2 separate regions of the Mus musculus genome follow, and region 2 is linked to region 1. A link is a contact called in public promoter capture Hi-C data. All regions are on one chromosome and are shown on one strand. Each heading gives the region's core, a stretch centred on a gene start, on an enhancer-like site or on the middle of the called end of the contact. The rest is flanking DNA. Distances are from core to core; before and after follow the strand shown.

Region 1 (3,963 bases), core at 1,143-3,642:
ACAGCTAGGGTAGTATCAGTCAGTCCATTCAGTCATCCTCTCAACAAATGTTTACTTGACTCAGGCACCAACCTCACCAAGAAGATAGAATAGGGAAAAAAAATTGCAAATTTTTTACAAGATCACATTCCAGAGGAGAGACATGACTAATGAACAAAATAAGACAAAAGTGATAACTCACTTTACCATCAAGAAAATAATAGATATACTGAAAAATATATATTATATGTAATATGCATATTACATATATATTATAGAAAAGAGAGAGTTCTGGGGCTGAACAAAGACAACAACAAAGAGAGAGAGTAAGCTACGTGGCTATTGAAGCATGTTAGGAAGAATTTTAAGATGATACACTCTGACCTTTATATGACCCTTATATCCTTATATGATATTACATCCTTTGTGATGGGGACCTGAAGCTTGCTTCTCACTAACAGACTATGGTAATGGGATGTTACTCCTATGATTACATCCTGTAACACGGCAAAGAATGCCTTTGCAGATGTAATGTTGCTAACCAGTTGGCTTCAAGATCACCAAAAAGGAGGGAAGCTTGGTGAGCCTGACCAAGTCAGGGATGCCTTTCAGACAAGGTCTGGTGCCATGGAGTGGCCCTGCTGCCCTTCAGAAATCTGACTGCCATAAGTCCTATTGCAGCTTCAAGAAAATTAACTTTGCCAACAATGATGGGAGTTAAACAAGAACCCCAAGTCTCAGAGGAGACTCAAGCTCTGCCAGACACCATTTCTGTAACCACAAGCAGAGGCTGTAGCTAAGCCATCTGTGTCCCAGCTCACATCACACTCATGGGAATTGCGAGATAATAAATAAATATATGTTGGATGGTTTTAAGCTGCTAAATATAGTACTATGTAGCAATAGAAAATAAACACTTTGCAGGCAGGAAAAAAAGAATTAAAGAACTTAAAGTCAGAGTACGCCTAGTGTATGTAAGGAAAAAAAATTAGGCGGCCAGTATGAGTCAAATGGAATAGGTAGAGAGCATTGAGAAGTAAGGTCAGGAGGTGATGGGAGCAAAGCATACTTGGCCTTGTTAGCATCAGCTGCCACTCAAATGGGAGAGGGGGGACCCTGGAACCTTGACTGATACTCTGAGAATGTCCTAAAGAGTCAAGGTAGAAGCAAGGAGGGTTTGGAAGGCTCTGATAAGAGACACTAAGTCAATGGGAGTCTTGGCTAGTGAAGGAGCAGTGAGGGTAAGTGCTAGACTCTAGACAGTGAGCAGTAAGACTAACTACTTCATGCTGAAAGTTGATATGCCCCTTAGCCTGCAAAGAACAGAGGCTCCTGGAAGATTCTTGACCTAGTCAAAGTACTGAGAACAAATGGCTATTGAATGCCAAGCATAAATTCAATGACTGTATGAATCCCTCCAAAGGTCAGGGAGCATTGAGGAAGAAGCAGAGAAGAATGTAAAAGTCAAAGGAAGGGTATACCTTTAGAGGAATGGACCACTAACTTCTGATTCTAACACAGACAAAAAAAAAAAAAAGGCAAAAATTTTACAAGATCACATTCCAGAGGAGAGATATAGCCAATGAACAAAATAAACAAGAGAGAGCAAGCCATGTGGATACTGAAGCAGGTTAGGAAGAATTCTAAGATGATACACTCTATGTGTGTATCTAAGGATACATATACCCTTACATTATATGTGAGTTATACTGGAACTCACAACTCATTATGTCTGTGATTACCTGCATAAAAGCTGTAAAAGACTGGGCTTGTCAACAATATCATGAAAGTGGGAGGGGCTCATGGACTCCTACCCCCACCCCTGCTCCTCCACTGAGGATTTATATGTAGTTAACAGTTGATAAGGAGAGACATTTCCTCCAGTGATGTAGCTACTGGTAAGGTACCCAAGCTCCGATAAGCAAACCTGCACCCATGATACCGCATTGGGACATGGACAGACACACAAGTATACACTCACACACATACACACTCATACACACACATGACATGAAGAGGAGCTACCTGGAAAGAGAAGCAGGATTAGCAAGAGGGAGAGGGGACAAGAGAGAGTAATGGGGTGAATGTGACCAAATTGCTTATGTACATGAAGAAAATATCCTGATGAAACCTATCATTATATATAACTAGTATACCATAATAAAAGATCAAATGAAAAAAGAAGAAAAAAAAAACCTTACAACTACTGTGACACAGTATTTCCTGCTATTTCTTACTTTCTTAGTTTTTTGGTTCCTACGAGCACACTGTTCTTTGATTTAGACAGCACCTTCTTCCCAGTCCTAGTTCCAGCCAATGGAAGACATCCACCTACTTTCTGTCTCTCTTACAAACACGATCTAACAGTAAATCAGACCACAGTCTGGCCAGCATCCAAATTGTCGTTTGACACTCTTTCAAAACGTCTGACCCCATCAGGGAAGCTACACAGACTGTTCTATCCAGTCTTACTCATCCTGCTGCCCAGAAGAAAAAAAAAGCCTCATATCATCACATGGCCAGAAGAAACTTTAAAGATGTTTTCTGCTTCGTGAGTGACGAGTGTGACATTAGGAAAACAGAAAGCTGAAACAGTGACAAGCCACAGCCTTGACTATGGCACAGAATTAAAGGAACATTCCAGTTCTCTTGTTAAGATTCAGCATGCAAATCTGTCTTAACATAGGAAATGACAAACTGTGCTTCACACCAGAATCTCATAAAAACTAAAAGAATAAGGCTGAGGAGACAGCTCAGCCAATACAGGGCTTGCATGGAAAGTCTGATCACCAGAAATCACATCCCAGCACTGTGGAAACAGAGACCACATTCCAGGCTAATGAGTGACTTGATCTCAAAAAATGATGGATAGCACATGACCAACCATACCCAAAGTTGTCCTATGGTCTTCTACATATAAGTGCATGCACCTGCACCAACACACACACACACACACACAGAGAGAGAGAGAGAGAGAGAGAGAGAGAGAGAGAGAGATCTAATGAGTAATCCATCTTCTTTCAATGCAAGGACTGCAAGTGGAACCCGAGTCACCAGCAAGTGACATAATAGGAACGAACCAACAAAGTCACTAGAAACAGCCTAAAGTTCAACACAAAGACCCACTACAATCGACCCTCAAAGTCAAAAAGTCCTTTCCTCAAAATGGCAGTTGACTGAGAATTCCCTTAATTGTCCAGACGGCACTGCTGCACCCTGGCCACGTGGGGGCACCAGCATACTCCACACCCAAATGAAATGCTTGTGTTTTTTTCCTAATCTGAAGTACTGCGAAGAAGCTTGGTTCAACCTCCCATGGTGCTTCTTACAAATACGAAGACTAATGAAGATATGTAACTGCCAAACAAAAAAAACCCACAAAACTGGTCACATTCAAAAGATGTTACAAATACTAGTGAAGTTTTCAATCTGTTCCTCCAAGATCCCTTTTAAACCCGGCCTCCAGATCTTCCTTCCCTCATGCTTCCAGCCACCTGTCTATCAGTAACTCTTGAGTGCCCCACCAGCCATGGTCTCTTCCATGGGCTCCAGTCCTGAATTTCTAACTGTGATCTCACCGCTGCATTACTTCAAACACCATCTGTCATCTTTCCTAACAAGACAGCTCTCCCTGCAAATGTCCTGACTTCTTACAACAATAATAAATGCTAGCACCCAGCATGTTTTCACATAGATTAAGTCATGCAATACTTAAAATAAGAAAGATGTTTGTTCACAATTACACAGCTCAAAGAGTAGGAATCCCAGATGTGTAACTCCAGTCCCAGACCTTGTACCACACTATCTTGAGTTGTCATATTGGGTGTTTCCCTTTGAATCCACATACTTATATAAATACATATGGTAATATAAAAAGTAACTAGCATATTTTTGTTGGTGATAAAGTTAAGGCTAAAGGGTAAGAGGCTTCTGCAAACTGTCAAATTTAAAAGACCAGATGCCATGGTTATATGCATCCAAGTG
Region 2 (3,882 bases), core at 633-3,132, 2.6 Mb before region 1:
ACAAACAAGCAAGCAAGCAACCAAACCAAACCAGAAACAAACCCTCATCAGTATTTCATCTTAACATGCCACAAAAGATAATAGAGCATTTGGCTTTCTGTCTTAAAAGCATGTAATATCATAAATAACTCACACTCGAATGGTAAGATCACCCATCAAAGATTAGTCAACACTACTAGTATTTGCAAGTCTTTGTCCTCAAACCTCTGTAAGGCAGGTACCAAGAGGGAGGTCTGGCCAAAAATAGTGTTTCTCAAAATGGTCAATACAGAACACAGAGCACCACTTCAGTCTTACATGCGGATTCATGTATGATAAACTCCATACCCACTATCTGGGCAAAGGAAGTAAATTTGAGGTTTCATGCAGAAAAGCACAAACTTATCCAGCAACGCTGACATTCAGGCAGGAGAGGAAAATAAAACAGAAAGCCTAGGGTTGTTTTATGCCTGTGTTGAGTGGTATAGTCACCACACCTGTATATTCTGAAACGACAGGAGTCCCTCAATAGTGATGTAGGTCTTGCAGTGGCCTTGGAATGACTGTCTCCTGCAATTATACAGGTAGAATGCAAAGGGTGTGTACATAGGAGACAGGAGGAAAGGTCAGCAGCTGTCTTAGAAGAAAAATGTACTGCCTTCCTCCTAACCCTTTTATGTTAGGCAGCAATAGCAGAAAGTGACTCAAGATATTTGATGGCCTCCAAATATCCCACTGTCACTTGCTTCTCCTAGCAAGCTTCTCACAGCCATCCTGACACTTCATTGAAACTGTTTTCTGGATTAAGGTCCATGGGGCTGCTTCAAAGAAAAAGCTGCACAGAGAGATGCCTTGTGACTTCGTTGCCCCAAGCTTTCCCTACTGCCTTTCACCTGTAGACTATGGACAGAATAACCTGACAGCAAAACCCTAGATGTGGCACTCCTAACCACGACCAAGACGATAAGCTGGACCTAGAGATCTCCCTTTGGGGAGTTCTGCACAGAGAAAAGACAGCGCTATCCATGTGTAGAATACGAGACAGCCACAGCCCAGGGGAAAGTGTGTGAGAGGACCAGGTCGGCCATGGAATAAAAAACTAGCAAACTTTCAGTCCACTATGGAAAGTCCCGCAGATGGTGAGATGAGCTGGAGAAGAGGTCCCCGAGCTGGTTGTCAGGGGTAGGAAGAAAGAAGTTCAGACAGTGCAGACAGTAGCCTCTAGCTCTACAGGGAAGTTCTGAGCCTGTCACTAAGCCAGGTGAGAGCCACACGCTAGACGGCCAAGGACTGGCAAGGATCACAGGTGATAAGATCGCATGTGAAGGGGGCGGGGTTCGCTGGGAAGGAGGGAAGGCAAAACCTGCAGGGAGGGCTCTGGAGCAATGTGCGATGCAGAGTGAAAAGTCTGAAGAGAGGGGAAGGTGGGCGTCAAGGGGCCTAGGCTACACCCCACTGGCTTCTAGCGCACCGGAGCGGTTGGTATGGACGCAATCCGAGGGGCACAGTGCATGTCCGCAGGCCCCCAGAGGGGGCGGAAGGAGGTGGCTGGGCAGAGAAGCCTGGAGTGCCACCCTTGTCTCCGGACGTCCCGGCTCTGGCCGCGAGGAGGTGACATGGTTACAACGCCCAGGCCGCGGGGACCCCGCCGCCACCCCTTCCCTGGCAGGCGCTGTCCCCCGGCGCCGGGGGGGCGGGGTCTGCTGCCCCTCCCAATGCTCCTGCCCTTCCCTCCCCGCCCGCTGCGGTGCCCGCTCGCCGGCCAGGTCCCCGACACTCACGTCTCCCGCGGCTCCGGCGGCTCCTCCCCTGCCCGGTGCTCCCCCACCCACTCCCGGCCGAAAGAGCCGAGCGGGATCCGAGTCGCGCGGGGCCCAGCGGGTCGGAACACGTGGGTCCTCTGCGCCCGGAACCGGAAGCGACCACTCGCCCCACCTCCAAGGGGTGCTGGAGCCTGTCTAGGCTGTAGGAGGTTTGGTCCACTCGTTGTGTTCCTGTTGGTCGAAGCCTGGGGCTTCTCCAGTGAGACCCATGCCGGGAAGCATTCCCTGGACTGCTGCCCTCTATGGCCAGTCCCCTTTGCGGCAAACCCATCACCTTCCTAGGCGTGGTATTCATTGTCCACTTCCTACAGGGTTTTGTTTTCATCTTTCATGTTGGTTTTGGTATCTACATCTCCACAAGAGAATCCCCTCCTTCCCACGCAGTTTTCTTTTCCTTCAAGCATGGAAGAATAAAAAAAGAAAGGTTTAGATTTGAATGCTGGCTCCTTCATGCACAGCTGTTGCCGGGCCGCCAGAACATCTGCCTGTCAACTCTGTCCGTCTTGAAAAAACACAAACTGTTGGTCTTAGAACTAAAAACTGGAAGGTAGACTGAAGCTCAGTAAGGAAATGGTGGTGTTGTCTATTAACCTTTGTGTGCTATTTTGGTGCCTCTTTGCCACTGTCTTCCCTGATCTAAGTTGTTCATTTTTGTCTTTGTCCCTAACACTTCTATAGTCCATCTTGCCCTGAATGTCACATGGTGACATGTGCAAGTCTTCTCCTTTCAGCCATTTCTTGAAAACCGTTTCCGTTCATGGGACAAACTGCTCGAGACTGCTTAGCATACTTTGAACTGGACATGTTAATTGCTTTTGCTAGAGAGGCAGCTGTGTTCTGCAGAGGGTGTTACAACACCCTTGATCAAAGCTTTGTTGAAGCCCCAACTGGAAGACTGTTCTTCGGTCAAAGGAGTGGATGGAGTCTACCTCTAGCCTGGCTGAAGACCGAGCAATCGTGAGATTTAATCCAGTTGTGCCCAGCCAATCACCTGACCACCCCACCAGAATGCAAGTTCACTTAATACCGTGGTAAAAGACATGGGAGTTGGTGACGGTATCCCTTTAATGAGATAGATAATGTACTTTTTCAGAAACCTGATTCTGTTCAGTTCAGGCAGTCAGTGCCAGAATGGGCAGGTCTGTCTGCCCTTCTGAGTCCTGACTAAGGTATACTTTTCCCCTCCTCCTCCTCTTCCTCTTCCTGTTCCTCTTCCCCCTCCTCCTCCCCTTCGTTTTTTTTTTTTTTTTTTTTTTTTTTTTTTTTTTTTTAAATCTTTATCTGAGGACACTGGACAGAGCCAAAGTATGCTTTTTCTGTTACTTGGAGCCTTTCTATTATTTTCTGAAGTATCCCTCCCTCTGCTGCACTATGTGACTGCTTACAATGACAGGTTTGTTTTCTTCCTCTTGTCCATTTTCTTTTTCTAGGCAGGGGCTGAAACTGAAATTTAGTTTGCCTGCTCTGTTTTTTTTTTGTTTTTTGTTTTTTGTTTTTTGTTTTGTCTAATAAAATTGTCTTTGAGGTTTCTTCTTAGTGCATTTTAAAATTCTATCGTTAATGGGGCTAAGTACCCCGAGAAGGGTACTAAGTAATGAAGGTTTAGTATGAGAATTTGCTCCTCCAATTATGGAGGCTGAGATGATGGTGCAGGATCTGTGTGGACTGCAGAATGGAGAGCTGAGAAACTGGTGGCGACATCCAGCCCCAGAACAGGTAGGTGAAGGTGGGGTGTCGCTGCAAACCCGGCATCAGCAGGTTCCAGGATCAGGTTCTTGGTATATCAGGATGAAACAATGCCTTGCCTTAAAAGAGGGTATTTTGCTCTCTCCTGCCTTTCTCTTCTATTCAGCTCTCAACAGATTGACTGAGACCCACTGATTCAAGTGCTAATAACTTCCACACTCAAACACATGGCAAGGGTGTGTAAGGGACACAGATTTTTGTCCAGTTATCTGGGCATCCCTTGGCCTGGTGAAATAGACACAGACTTTTCCTGGATCAAGTTTGGTCCTTTGTTCTCTTCCTTTCATCACTGTTACTTTATTCTCTGTAGATTGTTAAAGATGACTCCATTTTC

What was found. Promoter capture Hi-C pulls out the DNA fragments that hold promoters and counts their contacts.
Region 2: a contact with region 1 is called in a promoter capture Hi-C map of hippocampal neurons, with 4 times the contacts expected there. The contact joins the promoter of Zfp202 here to the enhancer-like site in region 1. A contact is called at or near these places in 7 of 39 promoter capture datasets (embryonic stem cells, frontonasal cranial neural crest, hematopoietic stem and progenitor cells and 4 more) and 1 of 115 datasets of contacts at active chromatin or transcription factors (astrocytes).

What each region holds. Positions count from the first base shown.
Region 1 is chr9:37,635,765-37,639,727 of GRCm38.p6, reverse strand. The region is part of intron 7 of Siae (sialic acid acetylesterase); the gene reads right to left. Among named protein-coding and RNA genes, the nearest start is that of Tbrg1, 20 kb to the left of the region's middle. Within about 2 kb of position 2,392, at least 12 of the 459 cell types and tissues checked have an H3K27ac peak or open chromatin away from gene starts, as enhancers often do. A contact at or near this core is called in hippocampal neurons, where this site is marked.
Region 2 is chr9:40,190,316-40,194,197 of GRCm38.p6, reverse strand. Zfp202 (zinc finger protein 202) reads right to left here and starts at 1,882. Exons shown (of 7, transcript NM_030713.2): 1 at 1,761-1,882.